Regions from separate parts of the Macaca mulatta genome. Here region 2 is linked to region 1. Evidence: chromatin contacts called from public Hi-C data. All regions are on one chromosome and are shown on one strand. The core of a region is the stretch at or near the end of the contact, and the rest is flanking DNA. Distances in the headings are between cores, read along the strand shown. Region 1 overlaps LOC106999426 (a long non-coding RNA gene). Region 2 has its middle 77 kb from the start of GNG2.

Region 1 (4,734 bases), core at 1,203-3,702:
GAACTCCTGACCTCAGGTAATCCGCCCGCCTTGGCCTCCCAAAGTGCTGGGATTACAGGCGTGAGCCACTGTGCCCAGCCACCACTACTGCTTTCTTAAATCAGATAACTTAAGCTTGGTATGTGTATTTCCAACCCTCTATCAGTATTCCTACAAACATACACATACAAGGGAGCCTAGGTGATTTGATCTGTAAAGGTCATCCTTACAAGATACAAAATAAGGTATCAAAGGGAGGGCAGAGAATGGATTTGGAGGGGCAAAGGGAAAATAATCAGCAGAGGTAGGTAGGTATTTCTGTTTAACAGATGAGAAAATTGGAAAACTCTGAAGGATCCTACAGTTAGTCAATGGCAAACCAGCATTCCAGCACAACTCTTCTGACTCCAAATCCCATCTCTCATTTCCCTCCAAGAGGGTCTGTTGCTCCATAAAATTTGGAAGGCCATGAGGGCAAAGAAATTTAGGACCTGGAGAAAAGATAATGTTAGTGATGAGGATAATGATGATGATGATGGTGCTGATGGTGATCTTTATGATGATGATGATGGAGGCAATGATGATGATAGTGATGATGAAGATGGTGATGATGGCAGTGATTATGATAGAGATTGTGATGGTGGTACTTTAAAGCAGCAATCCCCAACCTTTTTGGTACTAGGAACCAGTTTTATAGAAGACAGTCTTTCCATGAACCAGTGTTGGGGATGGTTTTGGGGTGATTCAAGTGCATTACATTTATTGTGTACTTTATTTCTATTATTATTACGTTGTAATATATGATCAAGTAATTATACACCTCACCATAATGTAGAATCAGTGGGAGCTCTGAGCTTGTTTTCCTGCCACTAGATGGTCCCATCTGGGAATGATGGGAGATAGTGACACCCAAAGTGTGTTGCTTATATCCAGTCTACTCCATAATCTTGTTTGGGTTGCTGTCACTGCAGAAAACCCTGCTTCACAATGATAGAAAGCTGGAAATGGAAGCAGGATTTTCAGTGCTTTTAAGGCAGTCTCAGGACATTCCACCTTGACTTTAATCAAAAACATAGGGAGATTTGAAGTTGTCTCAAACGTGCTTTTAAGGCCACCACATGCAGTTGTACACTTGAAGGACATCGACTCATTTGCTGCTATAAAGTCTGCCACCAGATGCAGCTTAATTGTCACTTGCCACTCACTGACTTGATATGAGTCTTCAAGCAGTTGATTTATTATGGTCTCTGTGCAGTCAAACCTCTCTGCCAATGTTGATCTGTATTTGCAGCCACCGCACAGCGCTAGCATCACCACCTTAGGTTATCAGGCATTTGATTCTTCTAAGCAGCGTGCAACCTGGATCCCTCACATGCGCAGTTGACAATAGGGTTCATGCTTCTATGAGAATCTAGTGTCGCCGCTGATCTGACAGGAGGCTGGAGCTCAGGTGGTAATATGAGTAATGGGGAGTGACTGTAAATACAGATGAAGCCTCGCTGGCTTGCCACTCATTTCCTGCTGTGTAGCTTGGTTTCCAACAGGACCAGTACCGGTCCGTGACCTGGGAGTTGGGGACCCCTGCTTTAAAGAACACCCAGACCCAGGGAAAGCTGAAGGTAACAGAAAATAAAAACCCCCCTTTCCACAGTGCTTTCACCTGTTTTTTTCTCATTTCATCCTTACTACAATCCTGTGTGATGTGTATTATGGTCATTCCCATTTTAGAGAACTTGAATCCAAAGCAGTTTTTCAACTATCAGCAAGAGAAGCAGGTGATAAACATTTAATCTGCTTTTTATATTCCTAGTATTTGTAAAAATCAGTTCCAAGTATTTTAATGGCATGTTAGGCTTTCAATAAATTTGGTAAAAATCATCAATTTTTCATGCTTAAAAGCAAATTTTGTTCATGCCAAGTTACTGCTAAACTGTTGAGAAGGAATGAATTGAAATATATTAACTTAGAGGGATTTCAGTTTTATTGTCACTATCATCCTTAGATGGGGAGATGAAGATGCAGATAAAGGCATATAGTAGGTCCCATTTTGATTAAATATATGTTAAACATTCCTTCTTAAGCTATGGTGACCAGCAGGTAGGAAGAGAGAAAGAAGTCAGGGGTTTCTTCCCCCACCTCTGACCGCTTCCCTCCTTGCTTGGCTGGGGGTTAGGCAGATGGACACAGATCCTGCTGGCAGCCCCTCTCCCACAGCCATGTCCCTAATGGCCCTGACAAGATTCCCATAATATCATCCCTTCTTCTTGCCCCTTAGACTTAGGGGCAATAATTGTTCCCTGCCATTCCTGGTTGCTGGTTGTTTTACCATTCCCTTTACCCTGCTCATTACTAAGCTGATGTTGCTCAGCTCCTCACCACCCTTTTTTATGCCCTGATTTTTGGTACTGGGCTGTGATGTTCCAAAAGACATCCCTCTTTGTCAGCAGCTCTCTGTCAGTTCTGCCAATACAGGGTGCTGCAGGGAGCCTGCAAGACTGGAGGGAGGAGCAGGGACCCATTCCTCCTTTGCTTGCGCTTCCTCTTAGAGTCTGCTCAGCAGCCATCCTTCCCACAGCAGCCTTGGGATGCAGCCTTCTGTGTTTTTCTGGCACTCTCACGGCCGTGCTTGTGCTTGCTCTCAAGCACCTGTAACAACCAGGCAGCCCCTCTTCAGAGGCCTCCGGCCCAGATCTGCCACCCTGCTCCGAGCTTCTGGGTGACAACACTGAGCTCTTCCCTTTGTTCCCTGGCCCAAGTGGTGCTAGCCTATCCTTCACAGTTGCTTTTCTGTGTTACCTTTATGATTCCTTTCACATATTCAGATCTCCAACCCCTTTCTTTTTTTCTTTTTGTTGTGAAAAACATAAAATTTACCATCTTAAACTTTTTAAGTGCGCAGTTCAGTGGTGTTAAGTAGCTTCACATTGTTGTGCCTCTAATCTCCAGAACTTTTTCATGTTACAAAACTGAAACTCTCTACCCTTGAAATATCTCCCCATTTCCCATCCCCCAGCCCCTGATGACCACCATTCTACTCTCTGTCTCTATGAATTGACTACTTTAGATACTTCATACAAAGATCTCCAATCCTTTATTTAGGTGTTGAATTTAATTGCCTTATTAAAATAATCGGCACAGTTTTTATTTTCCTGATTGGACTCTGACTGATCCATCTCTGTAAATAGTCCCTTCTTTAAACAATTTTCAATTAAACTCTTTGAATGTGCCGTCGAATCCCTGCTGGGACCACAGCTGATACACTACGGAATTAGTGGGGAGGTCAAATGAAGATTAGGTTAAAATAATAAAGATAAAAACCCTTTTAACTAAAAAGCACTATATATTATAATTCATAGTAGTAATAATTTAAATGAGGCCACATGAGCTTCCCCTGCCGGGCCTTGAAACACTGCCATCCAGAGAAGAAGAAGAATAAACACAAGAAAGTGGCTGCAATGCCAGAGTTTCAACAGATCCTTTGTGGCTCTAGAACTGGAACTCTGTCCCCTTTTCTAAGAGAAGATATGGGAAATCGGATAAAAATCTTCATATTCGTATTCACAAGTTAATGTGGGAAAGAAGCCAGGATTTCTGTGTCCTTAAGTGATACGGAGACTCTGGCTCCACCAAGACAAGGCTCCGATCCCAGATGTCCGTCCCCAGCGATTCAGTGACACTTCAACATCCTGACTTCAAATGAAAAATCGGGTTGCTTTTCGAGAGTAGTAAAAGACTGGAAACTCCCTGACCACTCGCCAACTCACAAATGCCAGAAACTCTGTAGCCATATCCCTGGCCAGAGATTTTTCTGGGGAGTGGGGTCCCCTGACCTCTTTAAGAGGAGCACTCCTTTCTGAGGGCTCAGAAGGCAATCTGAGGCCCCAGCGTCTTGGCCAGGAGCTGTGAAGAGATGAGTGGAGCACAGGGCAGGGTATGCAGGGAGCGGGGGGTATCATGAGCGGGCCCCTCAGGGAAGGCCGTGGATTATTCAAAAGTGCCCTGGCCAGCTGTGCATTCTGGAGGATATTCACCGTCAACCCTGCCAGGAAGGAAGGCCTCACAAAACACTGGGTCTGAGGGAAGGATCAAGGAATTTCTTTTTCAGATATTAATTAAGAAAACCTCAACACCAAGGGCGGCTATTGCTTCCTCCTGAAACTATTTGACTAGCTTGGTCTCTTTGTACTTGGGTGGCTCTAACCATGAGAAAAAGCTCATCTGTGTGAGTTTCATGACTCAATATTATGGGGTGCAGATGTGAGCTACTCCTCTAATGTCCAGGAACTGTATCAATCCCAAGAAATGATTTGCAATATCCTGCATGTGTGTGTGTGTTGTTGGGGAGGGATCTGGAACAATTTTCTGGGGCCTGTAAATGTAAAAATGTAATCTGATTGACAAGATGAAGTGCTCCTCCCTGCCTCTTCCCCCATCCCAGAATTGAGAACAACTCTAGATTATGAGGCAGGGTAGGCCAGGGCTATGACTTTCCTCCTGGAATACCCGACAGTACCCTGCCTGGCAAGCTTTGCGTACAGTCTTTTTAGGAGTACTTACTAAATTGAACGTATATAAGCAGGCTTCAACTTTTAGGAATCCACAATACATTCCTCCCATCCAGAAGGTTAGCTTGTGATGAGAGATTCTTTTGGGGATCTCAGTAACAGTTTCTTCTGTTTGTGGGACAGCTCTTCCCAAAGGGGTCTTAAAATCAGGGAACAGGCCGGGTGTGGTGGCTCACGCCTGTAATCCCAG
Region 2 (4,734 bases), core at 1,591-4,090, 460 kb after region 1:
TTTATAGGGAAACTGAGTCCTTAGAAAGATCAGATAGTTTGCCCAAGGCCAAATGGCTGCTAAGTGGTGGAGCTGGCACTGCAATCTAGGTCAGCCTGACTCCAGAGCCGGCGCTGGTGGCCACCAGGCTACACGGTTCTCCAAGGTCTCCCACCTCTAATCTTGTTTCACCTGCTCTCTTGCAGAGTCCACTTCCCGCCCTCTCACTTAACAAAGTCATCCCTGCCCATCCACCCAGCCTGATGGTCTTCCCTCCAGTCTCGGGACAAGGCTCACACCCTCCTGCAAAGCCCATGCACCTCCCCTGTGCCTCCCCTAGCCCTCTTTGGACCACGCCTCTGCATCTTCCTCCTACGCCTTCAATTTATCACACTCTACTCGTTTCTTCCCCCTCAGTCCACAAATGTGTAGAGGGCCCTCCTGTTCTAAACAATCCCATAAACACAACAAAAGAGCTTCCTTTGTCCCGTACCCAGCTGAACCCTGCCCAGTCCCCACCCCACTAGCTCTACCTCAGCAGCCCCACCCCATCACCCACCTCTCTCCTCTTCCCATCCAGCGCCATGCAGAATGTAATTGCTCTCCCCATCTCTCCTTCCTCAGCTTCCGTTCACTCTTCAGTCCATTCCCCTCTGACTTCTGCAGCCTTTTCACTGCCACATCCCATGGAGAGTTTTCAGTCTTCACCTTGCTGGGTCTCTCTGCCGTATTTGAAACTGTGGGCTCCATCCTCTCGAGGGTCTCTAGTCACTTGGTGTCTAGGGCAACACTTTCTGCCTCTCTTTATACCTCTCTGACATTCCTTCTTCCTCTCCTTTATGGACTTCTCTTCCCAACAGCTTCTCTCTGCTGCTTATCCCGTAAATGTTGATGTTCCCAGAGTTTTCTCCTTGACCACCTGCTTTTCCCCCTCTTCACCTGCTTCTGGGGCAATTGCATTCACTCTCCTGGTTTTAACTGCACCCAACCATTGGTGTCTCCCAAATCAACGTCCCAAGCCCAAGCCCTCTCTCAGGCTTCTGCTGTGTATTCTACCTGCCTGCTGGTCACCCCACCTAGAGGTCCTCCAAGCACCTCTGTCTCAGCATACACAAAACCATTTTCATCACCAGGGTTCCCTTCTAAACCAACTCTTCCTTAAAAGTCTCTATTTCAGGTGGTGATGCCATCATCTCCTCAGTTCTTTAAGCTAGAAACTTTGAAGCCACCCTTGACACTTTACATCCAACCAGTTGATGGGGTCCTCCTGAGTGGGCTCCTAAATGCCCCTCTGTATCTTGTCCCATACCCTGGCTCTGACCCCTTTTGTCTCCTTCCTGCATTACTGCAACAGTGCCCCCAGTGGTTTTCCTACTTACAGGAACGGCCTTCCGAAATATCTCCTCCACCTTAAGGGTTCAGCAATCTGTTTGAAATATGAACTGTCTTCGTCAAACCCTTGAGCGACCATCCATCACCTAGAGCAGGAGCCCCAGCCATTTGGAATGGCGTACAAGGCACCCTGTGACCAATATTGCCTATGGCAAGAGCCTCTCCATTACTGACTCTCCTCCGCGCTTCACTCTCTTGCAGGACAGAGCTACCTGTGGTTGCTTGCTTGCATTTTGTTGTTTCTCACTTCCACCCCTCAGGTACTGCTCTCTGAGGAGAATGTCTTTCCTCACCCCAGCGCCCCCCTCCACCTAAGCCTAGCTAACGCCTGCTCACTTCTGCACTAGGAATCATCACTAACCGACTCTCCCCACTCCCTCAAGTGTTTATATTCCGATTATTCGTCTATGCATCTGTATCACATTTCCTCAAGACCTAATGGGAAAGATGGTGATTCCCAATTTAAGCGCAGAGCTTCTAGTTACTTTAGGTAATCAAAATATTCTTTTGCTTGAAACATGAGGTTTATGAAATCCCCACATTTGGGAGGCCAAGCTGGTGGATCACTTGAGGTTAGAAGTTTGAGACCATCCTGGCCAACATGGTAAAACCCAACTCTACTAAATATACAAAAATCAGTCAGGTGTGGTGGCGCACGTCTGTAATCCCAGCACTTTGGGAGGCCGAGGCAGGCAGATCCCCTTAGGTCAGGAGTTTGAAACCAGCCTGGCCAACATGGTGAAACCCCATCTATACAAAAACAAAAAACAAAAAATTTAGCCAGATGTGGTGGTGCATGCCTGCAATCCCAACTACTCGGGAGGCTGAGGAAGGAGAATTGCATGAACCCAGGAGGCGGAGCTTGCAGTGAGCCGAGATCACACTACTGCACTCCAGCCTGGGTGACAGAGCGAGACTCCATCTCAAAAAAAAAAAAAAAAATTTATGAGCTCCCAAGGAATTTAAAATGCTTTAGGTGCCACTCTGCCCTTCAGAGGTGTTTACATTCCAGGTGAAAAGGAAGAACTTGGAAAGAAGATGAGAACCTGTCAGCAGAGGGCTACCTGGGCCTGAGGTGCTGAGGGTAGCCAAGACTACTTTAGCTCAGACCTTGGTGTGTCTGAGGTGGGATGGAGATTAAAATCCACACTGTCTCCTGATATCGGCATAACCACAACAATGAATGATGTCTGAAGTGGACGTGCAGCAGCAGAGAACATGCAGAGACATGTAAAAAACAACAACAAAAAAACCCCGTGCCCTTGATATTATGGGAAAAGAAATAAGGAATACACACACATCTTTATGGATATAGAGGAATTCATAATTTTAAAGCCTGGTCAAGGATCAGATAGACTCGATCAAGGGCAGAGACCCCTAGAACAGTTCATTTTGGAGTTCTGAGCTCTGGCAAGGATGTGAACAAAGAAGAAAGCAGCAACAAGACCTTGTGCAAATACCAAGAAGGCAAATCCTACAGCTTCCAAGCAGCTCTACAGGGTCTGTCTACTCCAGTCTTCCCTTCATCCCTAATCCTCATGCCTTAGCAGTCTCCTTTTGTGTTCTTTGGTTTATGCTTACCATTTGAAGGGTGACAGAGGCAACTTTTAAAAATATATTTTCATCTTAATTGAAACGTGCCGGGTTGCAAAATTCCGCTGCTGCAGATTTCTTTTCTGAAAGAAGAGAGTCGTGTGCTGCCATCTTGTGGTTGAGGGCCGCCACAACAACAATTATGTACTCCCAACATCCCGCCCAGTCCAGTGCGGGGGTGGCGGGGGTGGGGGAGGGTGATGCGGTTTCCAGGTAGAAAGTTCTGGAAAGGGTTCTGCTGCAGGCACAGTAGCAAACAGGGAATGGCCAGTGGAGACACAGGTTTCACACTGGGGACTGACCTGGTAGTAATTAGTAGCACTGGAATAGGGTCCAAAGGGATTTTCCCTGGTCCCTCAACTAGTATGATTACATCTCTAGGTACCATTTCCCCCTAATTAATAGATTCTCATTAGTGATGATTTTTAAAAATGACCTTGTGCAGTGGCAGCAACACCAGACTGAGAGTTAAGACACCTGGTATCTAATTGCCCCTCTGCCACAGACTACCCAGGTAAACCAGCAACAGAGGATAATAGAAAAATTATTGACCTGGGACCAGGAGGTTTGAATTCAAGTGTGATCACAATCTGGTGTTACCTCAGGAAAGCTGTTTCACTGTGCCAGGTACTGTCCTAGGTATTTTACATGGTTTTGTTTGTTTTATCCAGTTTCTTACTCCAGGATAGTGTTCTACAAGTGAGGAAACTGAGGCTCAGCACGATTGAGGGAGCTGTCCAAGGTGTCACGAAGTCAGTGAGTCAGGATCTGATTCGAGGTCTGACTCTAAAGCATATGTGTTTTATTTATTTATTTATTTAAGACAAAGTCTCACTCTGTTGCCCAAACTGAAGTGTAGTGGCACGATCTTCCTCCGTCTCCCTAGTTCAAGCGATTATCCTGCCTCAGCCTTTGGAGTAGATGGGATTACAGGCATGCACCACTACGCCCGGCTAATTTTTGTATTTTTAGTAGAGATGGAGTTTCATTATGTTGACCAGACTGGTCTTGAACTCCTGACCTCGTGATCTGCCCGCCTCAGCCTCCCAAAGTGCTGGGATTACAGGCATTAGCCACCTTGCTCGGCTGTGGTTTATTTTTTATAATTATTTTCCCTTCATAATTGTGTATCATATGAATATGATACGTATATTCATGTGTGTGTGCAGGGGTTACACATAGGCCAGATGGCTTAAATTTATTGTGTCCGTTGAAGGTAGGGCAAGCCCAGTTTTCACAAGTGCTCAACAAAGCTACAGATGCTTATGCTGTTGCTTTTTAATTTCCTTTGCGTTCTCATTTTTTCCCAATCTAACGTTGTTTCTAAAGGCATTTAAGAGATCTAAGGACTCTAGCTTCAAAAGTCATGTTCTTTGATTTCTGAAGATAAAAGGGATGACCTAGAGAGGGAACACTGCCATTCTGCTGAGGGATCAATCAGAAAATTAAGTTCCTTACAGGGAAGACAAGACACTCTTCATGGCATTGATTTAGTGCTTTTTTCGGGGTTGTTGCTACAAGATCTCGCCTGGCATAGCAACCTTGTGAGGTGTGTGTTATTCTCCTCGTTTGACCCTTGAGGGAACTCAGGTGCAGAGAGGTGAAAACACTTGAGATTACACAACTGTGACTTGAAGACAGACCTTTATCTTAAACAACTTTATTGAAGTATAATTGACATACAATAGACTGCATGCACATATTTAAAATACAAAATTTGATCTTTGATCAGTTTGACAGTATAAACCCATAAGACCAGCACCGCAATCA

The links. A called contact is a pair of places that touch in the nucleus more often than the background predicts.
Region 2: a contact with region 1 is called in a Hi-C map of fetal cortex germinal zone, with 5 times the contacts expected there. The contact joins two enhancer-like sites. A contact is called at or near these places in 8 of 14 Hi-C or Micro-C datasets (blood, fetal cortex germinal zone, fetal cortical plate and 4 more).

What each region holds. Positions count from the first base shown.
Region 1 is chr7:124,514,314-124,519,047 of T2T-MMU8v2.0, forward strand. All of the region lies in intron 3 of LOC106999426 (a long non-coding RNA gene), which reads left to right. Among named protein-coding and RNA genes, the nearest start is that of TMX1, 53 kb to the left of the region's middle. Within about 2 kb of position 2,453, at least 4 of the 40 cell types and tissues checked have an H3K27ac peak or open chromatin away from gene starts, as enhancers often do.
Region 2 is chr7:124,971,996-124,976,729 of T2T-MMU8v2.0, forward strand. No RefSeq gene overlaps it. Among named protein-coding and RNA genes, the nearest start is that of GNG2, 77 kb to the right of the region's middle. Within about 2 kb of position 2,841, at least 6 of the 40 cell types and tissues checked have an H3K27ac peak or open chromatin away from gene starts, as enhancers often do.